2 separate regions of the Zea mays genome follow, and region 1 is linked to region 2. Evidence: chromatin contacts called from public Hi-C data. All regions are on one chromosome and are shown on one strand. Each heading gives the region's core, a stretch centred on a gene start, on an enhancer-like site or on the middle of the called end of the contact. The rest is flanking DNA. Distances are from core to core; before and after follow the strand shown.

Region 1 (5,014 bases), core at 874-3,373, 160 kb before region 2:
CTTCCACTGGGATTCGAACTTAGGACCTAAGGAGTGCTACTCAGAGCATCTAACCAACTTAGCTAGAGGCTCTTTCGCTTCTACTGACATTTTGGCACTGTAGTAAGTAGTATCATGGGTATTTGGTTTATTCTGCGCCACATTTAGCGTGTGGTTGTGCTTATTTACAGTTGGCATCTATAATTTTCATTTGTACTCTAAAATAAGGTCGCTGTGTCTGACAGGAAGATAAAAATGTAAGTTTATAAAAAATTGGTTTTTCCAGCTCTGCATTGAACTGCCAAGGCAAAAATAGCAAGAAAAGAATAGGTTGGAGCAAGCTGGTCACAAGCCTAATTTTGTCCTGTCCCCCTTGAAGGGTTAATGGATAAGTTAAGCGTGTTTAACCTGAAAGTCTTTAATGTTTTATTCTTCTGCATTTTTGCGCCAGATTTAGGAAACTAAAGGAGGAAGAATCAAGGAGAAAAGAGGTTCTGGGGCAAGCAGAACAATCAGAACAGTCAAGTTTTGAATCTAGCGTCGTAGATGGAGCACAAATTTCTGATGCGTCTTCTGGAGACAAAAATGATGAACAGGTAGTCTCTATTTTTGCTACTTGGTATATGGTAAATTTCAGCAGGTAAAGTCTTTTTGACTGATGATAGGTATTAAACAGGAGCCTCATGAAATTGGACCGATCGTAGCTAATAGCAACGGTGGAGTTAACCATAGTAGAAATGAAAAGACTGAGAATTTTTCATCAGAAAAGGTATGCTGTTGTTTCCTTAACATGTCTTTCCAGTATGAAATCGCAAACAAAAAGGTTGTTAAGGGCATCCATCGAAAGACTAGAGTTTTTACCTATTCGGTTGTTTATGAATTTCAGGAAGCAGCTGACGATCATTCCTCGGTAAGCAAACCTATGTTACCGGATGCCCACAAATTAACGGACCAAGACAATGGAAACGATGCAGTATAGAGAGTGGATGTTAGCGTAGCTAGTCGTTCTGCTGCTTTGATGCGTTCACTGAAAATCAGTGGCTCAGACGTGTCTGCTTCATCACGCTGAGGTATAGCTGTGAGGCATAGTGAGCAATAGTTTCACGAACATCTATCAAGAATCACACGAAGATGCAGCAGGAGGCAAATTTGTTTCAAACTAGAAACCACGCTCTAGGTCTAAGCCCTTTTTCTTTTCCCCCACGAATTTGTGCTGTACTGTAGGTTATGTGATGCATATAAGAGTAGTAGGTGAAAGGATTCTGAGATATCAAAGGGATTCTGTCCATAACGTGTAATGTTGTTCAGTTGGGGGTGGGATGGATGCAAAGGTGGCAATTCGACATTTTACTACTTGTCGTGACAATAATTTTGGAATGGATGATGATGCCTGTCTTGAGAAGCACGTGCAACCTCAAACTTTGACGTTGCTGATGTAAAAAAAAAATCATAAACAACCTGGATATGTTCACTGGAAAGTAGTTACACATACGAATGGACGATTAGCTTTAGCTGTGTGTTTACATACAAATATCAAACCGAGGAAAGCGACCATGTTAAATAAATAAATAAAATATCGCAGAGATTTTGCAACCCCTGCACGAAACGAAACCAGTCTCCGCTCCTCAGAAGGAGGCGAAGGCTCCCGCGGCGACAGCGGCGGCGGCGCAGACGCGCGCCGCGGCGCTGGCGAGTGCGACGGGCGCGTTGCTGGCGGCGGCGCCGCCCGCGGTTGCTTCGGCGCCGGGCGGGGCGGGGACGTCGTCCCTGGGCTCAGTCATGGTGGCCCCGTTGGGCGCGCCGACAGGGGCGGCGTCCTCGTCGTCGTCGACGGCGTCCTCGTCAGAGGCCGGCTTGTCGCCGTCGAAGGACCCCAGCGGGGTATGCGCCACGGGGGTCAGGATGGTGGGCATGGCGTTGGCGTCGTCGGCGGATGCGACAGAGGCCAGCGCAGCGACGAGCGCGGCGGCGAGGAGCAGCAGCAGCAGCGCCCGGTGCGAGGCCATGGCGGCACGGACGGAGATCACGCTCGGCGCCTTTGCGTGGGAACGGGATGGGTCGCAAAATAAGCAGGTTATCGTACGTCTTTGTTCTTATTAGGTCTATATATGTATATAGAAAGAAGAAGAAGCGAAGCAGCTGCGAGAGGCGGCAACAATGGCGAATGGTGGAAGCGTGTTATATATCCGAGAGCACGACGAGCATGGAGGGGGCGTCAGGCGTCCGACGACTCCGACGGGACACGCCAGAGCGCGGGGTTGGCGGGTACGTTTGACTCCAACCGTGGCCATGCGTTGGGACACTGGCTACGCGGGTCCCACGGAGGCTGCCCATTTTGGGACCCTTGTCTTCAGACACGTGCATTTTTACAGTATCTCGTTTTAGAACTGAATTCTACATTAACTATCACAGTGCAAGTGTATATCACCCTCTGCGTCCTAAACTATGTTTAGATCGTTTTGGAATACTCCCTAGTGGTAATAGACTCTAAAATTTTATACTATAAATTTAAGGTCAGATTAATGAGGTGTTTGAATGTACTAGATCTATTAGTTAGTTAGATAAAATTTGCTAGTAGAATTAGCTAGCTAATAAATAGCTAACTAACTATTAGCTAAATTGTTTGGATACCTCAACTAATTTTAGCAGCTAATTATTATTCTAATGCATTCAAACACCGCCTAAGATTGGGATCTATCTCTATTTATTTTTGTACTAAAATTAATTAAGGCTCAAAATAATTATGAAGAATCGTTTGGATCATGATCTATTAACATCTTTACCTATGGACAATATTTACACAACCAAATAAATTAATTTTTTAAAATTTATTTTATGCATTGGCTCATTTGAGTTGGTTCAATTTACCTTTAACAAAATTTATTTTTTCATTTCTTTATGTACAAACTAAATTTTTAGTTCAAATTTTGTTGGTTAGTAGCTAATAGTATAATTTAGCCTAGAAAGATATATTATGATTTGTTATAATTATTTTGATAGGTTAGGGATCAGATAAATAATAACTTTAATGATATAAAACTAAATATAAAATGATGTGTAAAATTATTAACATATTTTTCTAACATAAGTTATGGTGTCAATCACCTTAGAAAATATGAACTTTGAATTTAACTTGTACATATATAAACAAAAAGACAAATTTGTTCCTAATAAGATTTTATGATACTTTAATCAGTGTTATTGTATATAATGTAAGTAAAAGTGGTTTATAGCAACCTAAGGCTTGAGCTGGTTTCTCAAGTGCTTCACCCTAAGGACCAGCTTGTTGAGAATACAACTTAGACAACAATGTAACCATAAGGGTAGTATAGAAAGACCTTAGCTGATTAATTAGAAGAACTAAATATATAGCTTGCTTCGTTGTTGTCTCCTATGGGGGTCTAGGGAATATGCTTAGCTCTACCAAGCATGGATGCAAAGGTTTATTTGTTTAGTTTTGTTAGCCACCACCTTGGAGAGAAGTCATATCTTAGTAACTGAAGAAGTTAACGAGAATCTTTATAAAGATTTCATAGTGAGACCCTACTAATTCATATCGGGAGTGATCAAATGAGAAGTCATGATCCTCGAGCAAAAAGGAATCACGATTTGTGGGTAAAGTGTATAACTCTCTATACAGAGTTAATTAAAATTGAAATATTAGTCGTGCTCACGGTTAAGAGTGATATAATTTTCCTCTTTGATTAAAGCTATTGTGTTTACGATGATAGAATGATTCTTGGAAGTCATATTCTTGTGTTAATAATTATTGGTTGATGCTAAAATTGTTTAATGCTTATAAATACTTATTTATCTAAAAGAAAATGCTATCAACCTAATTACTTCTAAAGCTAGTTCACCTTAGTCAAATAGGACACTTGTTGGGTATGCTATATACTCACCCTTGCTTTCACACAAACAACACATGTTGCTCCCAATACACCATTGGTCTGATAGAGAAGCTCTTGAAATAAACATCCAAGACTTGCAAGACTTCGACGAGTATAAAAACTATGCTAACAATCTCCCCCAGTCAGATAAATGTAGAGAGTCGTGTTACACTTTTCATTTCTCGTGTTTTTGCAGTGTCTTATAAGTTGCAGTGTAGAAACATATTCCGTTGATACATAAAATTATTTTCCATATCCCACACCCATGAATTTGATATAAACTTATATCTAAGCTTTGGAAAGTAGTGGAATGACAAATTCTAAGTCAAATAGACTACTTTATTAAGTAAATTTTATTTCCTTCGAAATGAATAAATCCAAAAGGCCCCTAAGAGAAAAAAGACTCGTGAAATATAGATTGGAGTATTGGACGATATGGCGCTTGCTTACACGGCGGCTACTGAAAATACTGCTTGTTTGATAATTTGATGAGTGCTGTCGGAGAGGGAATTCTCCGGCCGGGTGGCGGAATGCACCCGCCCTAAATCCTAAGATGAGGAAGGGGTTTAAGCGTTTTTCCTGTCTTGCTAAGCGATCACCGAACACATGAACACGCGAGGATTTAGAGTGGTTCGGGCCGCCGGAGCGTAATACCCTACTCCACTGTGTGTTGAATTGATGTGGAAGCTTGAGAGCTGAGAGTCTTTGTCTAAGTTTGGTCTAAGAGAGCTTGTGCGGCCTCCCTTTGTAACGTTGCATGCCTCCCCTTTTATAGTTAAGGGGGGCGTGTACAAGGGTACTGAGCCCCGACATGTGGGCCCAAGCACATAACAGATGTAGTACTTGGAGCTACTAACGTTTGCTGTTGGAGCAATCTTCTTGCGCCCTGACATCCGAGATCTGCGTAGCATCGGCGTGTAGGGGAAGCTTCTCGTATAAGGGATGATGAGCACAGTGTTTCGCGCAGCACGGGCGCACTGTTTGACAATAGACTGGACAGGTGCGCCGTCTGCAGGATGGCCCTGGCGCCGCCTACCAGTGGAGTGGACAGGACACATTAAATGCTGAGAGGGCACATCGTCTGTCAGCAGGGTGGACAGGCGGCACGTCCTCTCCGCAATAAATGCAGAGACCACGCGGCCTAG
Region 2 (4,962 bases), core at 2,052-4,551:
CACTAGAAACCGATGCTTTCAGATTCATGTCGCGGACAAAGAGCTAGCAGGGCTGGCTTTTAATGGGTTGCGATCCTACTTAAGAGAGAAATTGGATGGCACCCAGTTATTTTCGATAGCTCAGCTACATCAATGGGCTTTGGCCTGTGAAAGCCGAAGTAAAGAGACATCGAAATCGGCTAGCCATAATGTGCATCTATTGGAACACGATAGTTCAGATGATGAATCCATAGATATATATATATATATATACCGTTGAGCTTGTTTGGCCGACGAAAGCCAAACCTTCTGCATGTTCTTCTTTGCAGCCGGTTCAAAAGAATCAGCAAGAAGAAGTTAAATTTACTTTTAATGTTGCCAAATGTGATAGAATATTTGACGAGCTAGTAAAAAATGGCAACATTAAATTAACACATACTATTCCTCCTATAGATGAATTAAGAGACGTGTTTATTGCAAGTGGCATAATTCTTTTTCCCATGCCACCAATGATTGTAATGTTTTTCGTCGACAGATACAATCGGCCATAAATGAGGACCGGTTGATTTTTCAGGAGAAGTAAGTGGACACGCAACCATTTCCTATCAATACAATAGAACTAGCAAACAAAAGAGTCTTGGTTCGGCTTGAAGTGGCCGATAAAGGCAAAGGCAAAAACATCGTCATTGGTGATCCTCGCACATCAAATATATCACAAGGAGGGATTGCTCAGAAGGCTCCAGAGAAAAAGACTAACAAGTCCGAAGGCGTCGGGGGGCGGGCTCAATCGATCGGCCGAGCAAAGCTCCCTGACTCGAGCATCGCGGATGGTCCGGCACATGCGCGCGGACAGTCCGGTGCTCATGCAGACGGTCTGGCTTACTCAGCCGGACAGTCCGCCCATGGCCAGAGGCATCAGCCTCCACACAAAGCGAAAAAGGGGACGCAGAGGCAAAGCACATATAACGCACATGGCCGACTGGTCAAAGCCGGCCCTACTTTTGATCAATTGCTCTCCAAATATGCTAGCAAGAAGGTCGTTCTACGCGATCGGCCACCAAAGAAACCCTAGCCACCCACTAAAACAAAACGACCGAATAAAACGGCCCGAAAGCGACGCAGCAGGCATTGCCTATTCATCCAGTGATGCCAGGATACTTTCCACCCGCCTACTCATCGTTGATATATTATCCTATTCAAATGTGGAATGGTACGACGATGAACCCATGGTACATGCATAGTCCCTTTGCCTATTCAGGCTGGGGGGCACCTCCATTCTATACCTTTTGATCCATTGATCGAATGGCCATGGCCGAGAAAGATACAATCCAAAACGGCCTTATGCATTAGAGCTCTATTGAATGATCACCTTATCGGATTGAAAAGCCGGTGACTTGCATCAGGCTTAGTTCTTACTTCGGGAACAAAGTGACTTGTGAGATATATTATTTCCCGAAGGATGCTATCAGTACATATGCTTTTGGTTCGTCAACCTCCACCAAAAGACAGGGGGCATATGTTGAGCACCGAAACTGGCATGCGGACTGTCCGCCCCTAGGGCCGGACGGTCCGCGGTGGCGGCACGGACGGTCCACGCGTGCGCAGAATCAGTTAGGGTTCCAGATTTCTTGCGGGATTTATTAGCTAAACATGCAGGATTAACTCGAGAACCGACTTGTAATGGGTCCAGACCTCCTCCCTTTATATAGATGAAGGGTTACGGTCGATTGAACCCCCACAATCGATCCAATCAATTCTACTTATCATTTTTACCTTATGCATTAGGAGTAGCCCTAGTTTAGCCTTTCTCTACCTCAAATCTTCACCTCTCTTCGGCTCTACGTCGACTAGAGACGTATTGGGTGGCCTGCCGACTCCAAAACACACTCTAGGATCTCTCCTCCCAGACGGGGTCCCTCCCGGGAGACGAGATCTAGGTCTGCTGCAAAGAAGACGACCCTCTACACTATCGCGGACCGTTCGAGCCCCAGGCGTGGACCGTCCAGACGTACGCAGCCGCTCTTGTGCCTAGTTCGCGGACCGTCCGACCCAGGGCCACAGACTGTCCGCGCTTCCGCAGAGAGCACCGCCAGGTAGTTCATCTCCGGTGTTTGGCGCCCAAATCGACGTCAACATGTAGAGAAGAGGACGCATCACTGGTCAAGCCCGTGATGGGTTTGGAAATGTTTTGGTAGTCAGGTTTATGCGCAGTCACAATTTTACATGGTATATAAGGTATGGATCTAGATAAGCCTTTTCTCATTGTTTGGGAGGCTCATTCCTTTAGGAATTTACTAGTCATTTCCATATCATGAACTTTTAAACCATTGAACATTATTTCGAACCCTATATTGCTATTTGTCTACGTTGTTACTGTTTTTCCTATCTTGCAGTACTTTTCGGTAATGTGGAAAGTTTAAAGCATAGAGAGCCCACTTGAGGTTAGGCCAGCTCACCAATGGTCATGTTTGGCTCGCTGGAGACTGTGCTATCCATGCTTGGTGGGAAAGAAAAGATCAAGTTTGTGGCAGGAGGTTTGTGCTATCCATGGTCTTGGTCTGGACGGTTTTGTATGGACAGATAAAGTTTTGGACGATTTTACATGGCCAGATAAAGTTTGAGTACATGTTTTGTGGTTTTCTGAATTCGGAGCTTAAACGTGTCTAGTTTGTGAACCGCTGGTGCATCTCACTCGTCGCTAAAATTATCAAATGTCTTAACTCTCAGGCTGCCTCCAACGGTTTCCTGGCCCCCTCTCCCTGCCTGCTCGAGGGTGGCCAGGGACGCCCCGACGCCGCCCAATGGCTCCCCCTCGGGGCCCTGCATGCAAGGGTGAAGCCGGATTTCCCCCGTGGAAGCTCCTCCTCTCCACTAATTGATTGTATTTAGTGTAAAATTAACCTTCTTTGAGTGTAATTAGCAGATAACAATATGTATTATGGTACTACAAATATGATAGTATTTTTTTAAAACTCCAAAAACTAAGGTATAAAAGTCAAATAGCCCAGCTAAAGAGTAAAGGGGAGCTGAATAAGGGAAATAGTTGGAGAGAAGGAGAAATAGGGGAAGAATAGTTGACGGGGAGGTATTTAAATATGAATAGAAAGTACTAATATGGGGATTTAGGAGGAGGAATGGTTGGAAATAACTTAAGAGTCTGTTCGGTTATTTTGAAATACATTTAAAACTATTCCAACTTATAAAAACTATATAAATTAGTGAAAGAATTATTCCGGCCCGTCGTTCCGAAAGAAGCGAACAGGCCCGACTCGAATCCTAGTGGATCTCGTCGCCGCGCACCGTCGGTGTTGCCGACGTCAACCTTGTCCTCCCACCCCGCCATTTCCGCCAAGCTGTCGTCAGCCTGACGCGGTAACCGTGTGGACTCCGCTCGGGTGGGGGTGGCGGCCCGAAGCCCAAACCGCATGGGCTCGCGGCCGAGCTGACCGAGCCGGACCCAGACCCACTCGCTCCTCCGCCCCCGCCGCAATGGAGGAGCCGGCGGCGGCCTCTGCCCTGGAGGCGCGCGGCGACCTGCGCTCGGCGCTTCCCTTCCTCCCCGTCGTCCTCCGCGGCGGCGCACTCTTCTGGCCGCCGGCGGCGCAGGAGTCGCTCCGGGCGCTCGCGCTCGGCCCCGACGTCAGCCGCGTCGCCTCGGGGGACGTTCTCGCCGACGCGCTCACCGACCTCCGCCTCGCGCTCGCCCTGCCCGCGCTGCCCCCGCGCGCTGCCGACGGCCTGGCGCTCTTCTTCGACGACCTCCTTTCACGCGCCCAGGCGCGGGGCTGGTTCTCCGAGGTCGTCCCCAACCTCGCACGCCTCCTCCTCCGCCTCCCCACCCTGCTCGAGGACCACTACGCCAAGGCTGGCCACGGCGCCTCCGGGCTCCGCGTCATGGCGTCGCAGGACGCGGGCGTCGTGCTCCTCAGCCAGGAGCTCGTCGCCGCGCTGCTCACCTGCGCGCTCTTCTGCCTCTTCCCCACGGCCGGTAGGGCCCAGGCGTGCCTTCCCACCATCAATTTCGATGGCCTGTTCGCGTATGTCCTCTTTGCATTTTGTGTAATTTCGCTTATGAGTGAGAAAAGAACTAAGATTGGATTACCCATGTTTTGTTCACTGATCGCAGGCCGCTGATTCACAATGCGAGGCAAAGCCAGGAGCAGAAAGTGAGGTGCCTTGTTCACTATTTCGAGAGGGTGACTGATTCTATGCCTACTGGTTTAGTTTCGTTTGAACGCAAAGTTCTTCCCCGCCGAGCGTTCTCTGATGGCGTTCCCTATCCTGACATCCATGCGTGGGTGGCATCTAGTGCACCACTCTGCCAATTCACGGTAAGAGACCACTGTATACTGAATTATCTAGATTTTGGAGCTGAGGCGCAACTTGATAAATGGTTTACTTCCTGGTGTTGCTATTGCCACCAAACTAGAAATGGAAAAATGCTCAAGTATACACTAGTAACATGGAAGAGGTCTCTGATCATAAAAGGGGGAAATGCGTCTAGGGGGGATCTGTCTGTGTTCTAATGGTTATAAAATTGTCTTCAAGTTTATTATAATTTTTTTTCCTGATCATCTGTTCCTTTTCATTAGTAGGTATTTTCATCAGGTTTCATAGAAGATGAAGAACAAGAAGCCCTTCAAGTTGACTTTGCAAATAAATATTTGGGGGGAGGTGCCCTTTCCTGGGGTTGTGTGCAGGTACCTTTCTTTTGATCGGCAGATTTTTATTTCACTCATTCTTCAATTTCGTAGCAACTACTTTGGTTATGGTTTGCATGATCATGTGATGCTGTTCATTTCTCAGCAGTTTTCAGATGAATTTGTGCATCTGCACAGTATGAATTTCAATTTGTCAACCATTTCCTATTTGTGCTTAAAAAGGTCCTTTGCGTTCTGCTGTGGATTGAAATGACTACTCAAATACTCCCTCCATCCCACAAAATAAGGCGCGCATGTTTTTTCAAAAGGCAACATTTTAAAA

What was found. Hi-C and Micro-C count contacts between places; a contact is called where the count stands out from the background.
Region 1: a Hi-C map of leaf mesophyll shows a contact between it and region 2, with 2.1 times the contacts expected there. The contact joins the promoter of LOC100272462 here to the promoter of LOC100280315 in region 2. A contact is called at or near these places in 7 of 25 Hi-C or Micro-C datasets (bundle sheath, ear, leaf and 3 more).

Annotation. Positions count from the first base shown.
Region 1 is chr1:304,412,113-304,417,126 of Zm-B73-REFERENCE-NAM-5.0, reverse strand. LOC100272462 reads right to left here and starts at 2,123. Exons shown (of 1, transcript NM_001146935.1): 1 at 1,428-2,123. The coding sequence starts at 1,985. The coding sequence ends at 1,605. It overlaps LOC100216602, which reads left to right. Exons shown (of 11, transcript NR_156716.1): 9 at 431-575; 10 at 656-748; 11 at 866-1,383.
Region 2 is chr1:304,253,524-304,258,485 of Zm-B73-REFERENCE-NAM-5.0, reverse strand. LOC100280315 (Poly(ADP-ribose) glycohydrolase 1) reads left to right here and starts at 3,301. Exons shown (of 9, transcript NM_001153241.2): 1 at 3,301-4,016; 2 at 4,106-4,310; 3 at 4,575-4,679. The coding sequence starts at 3,469.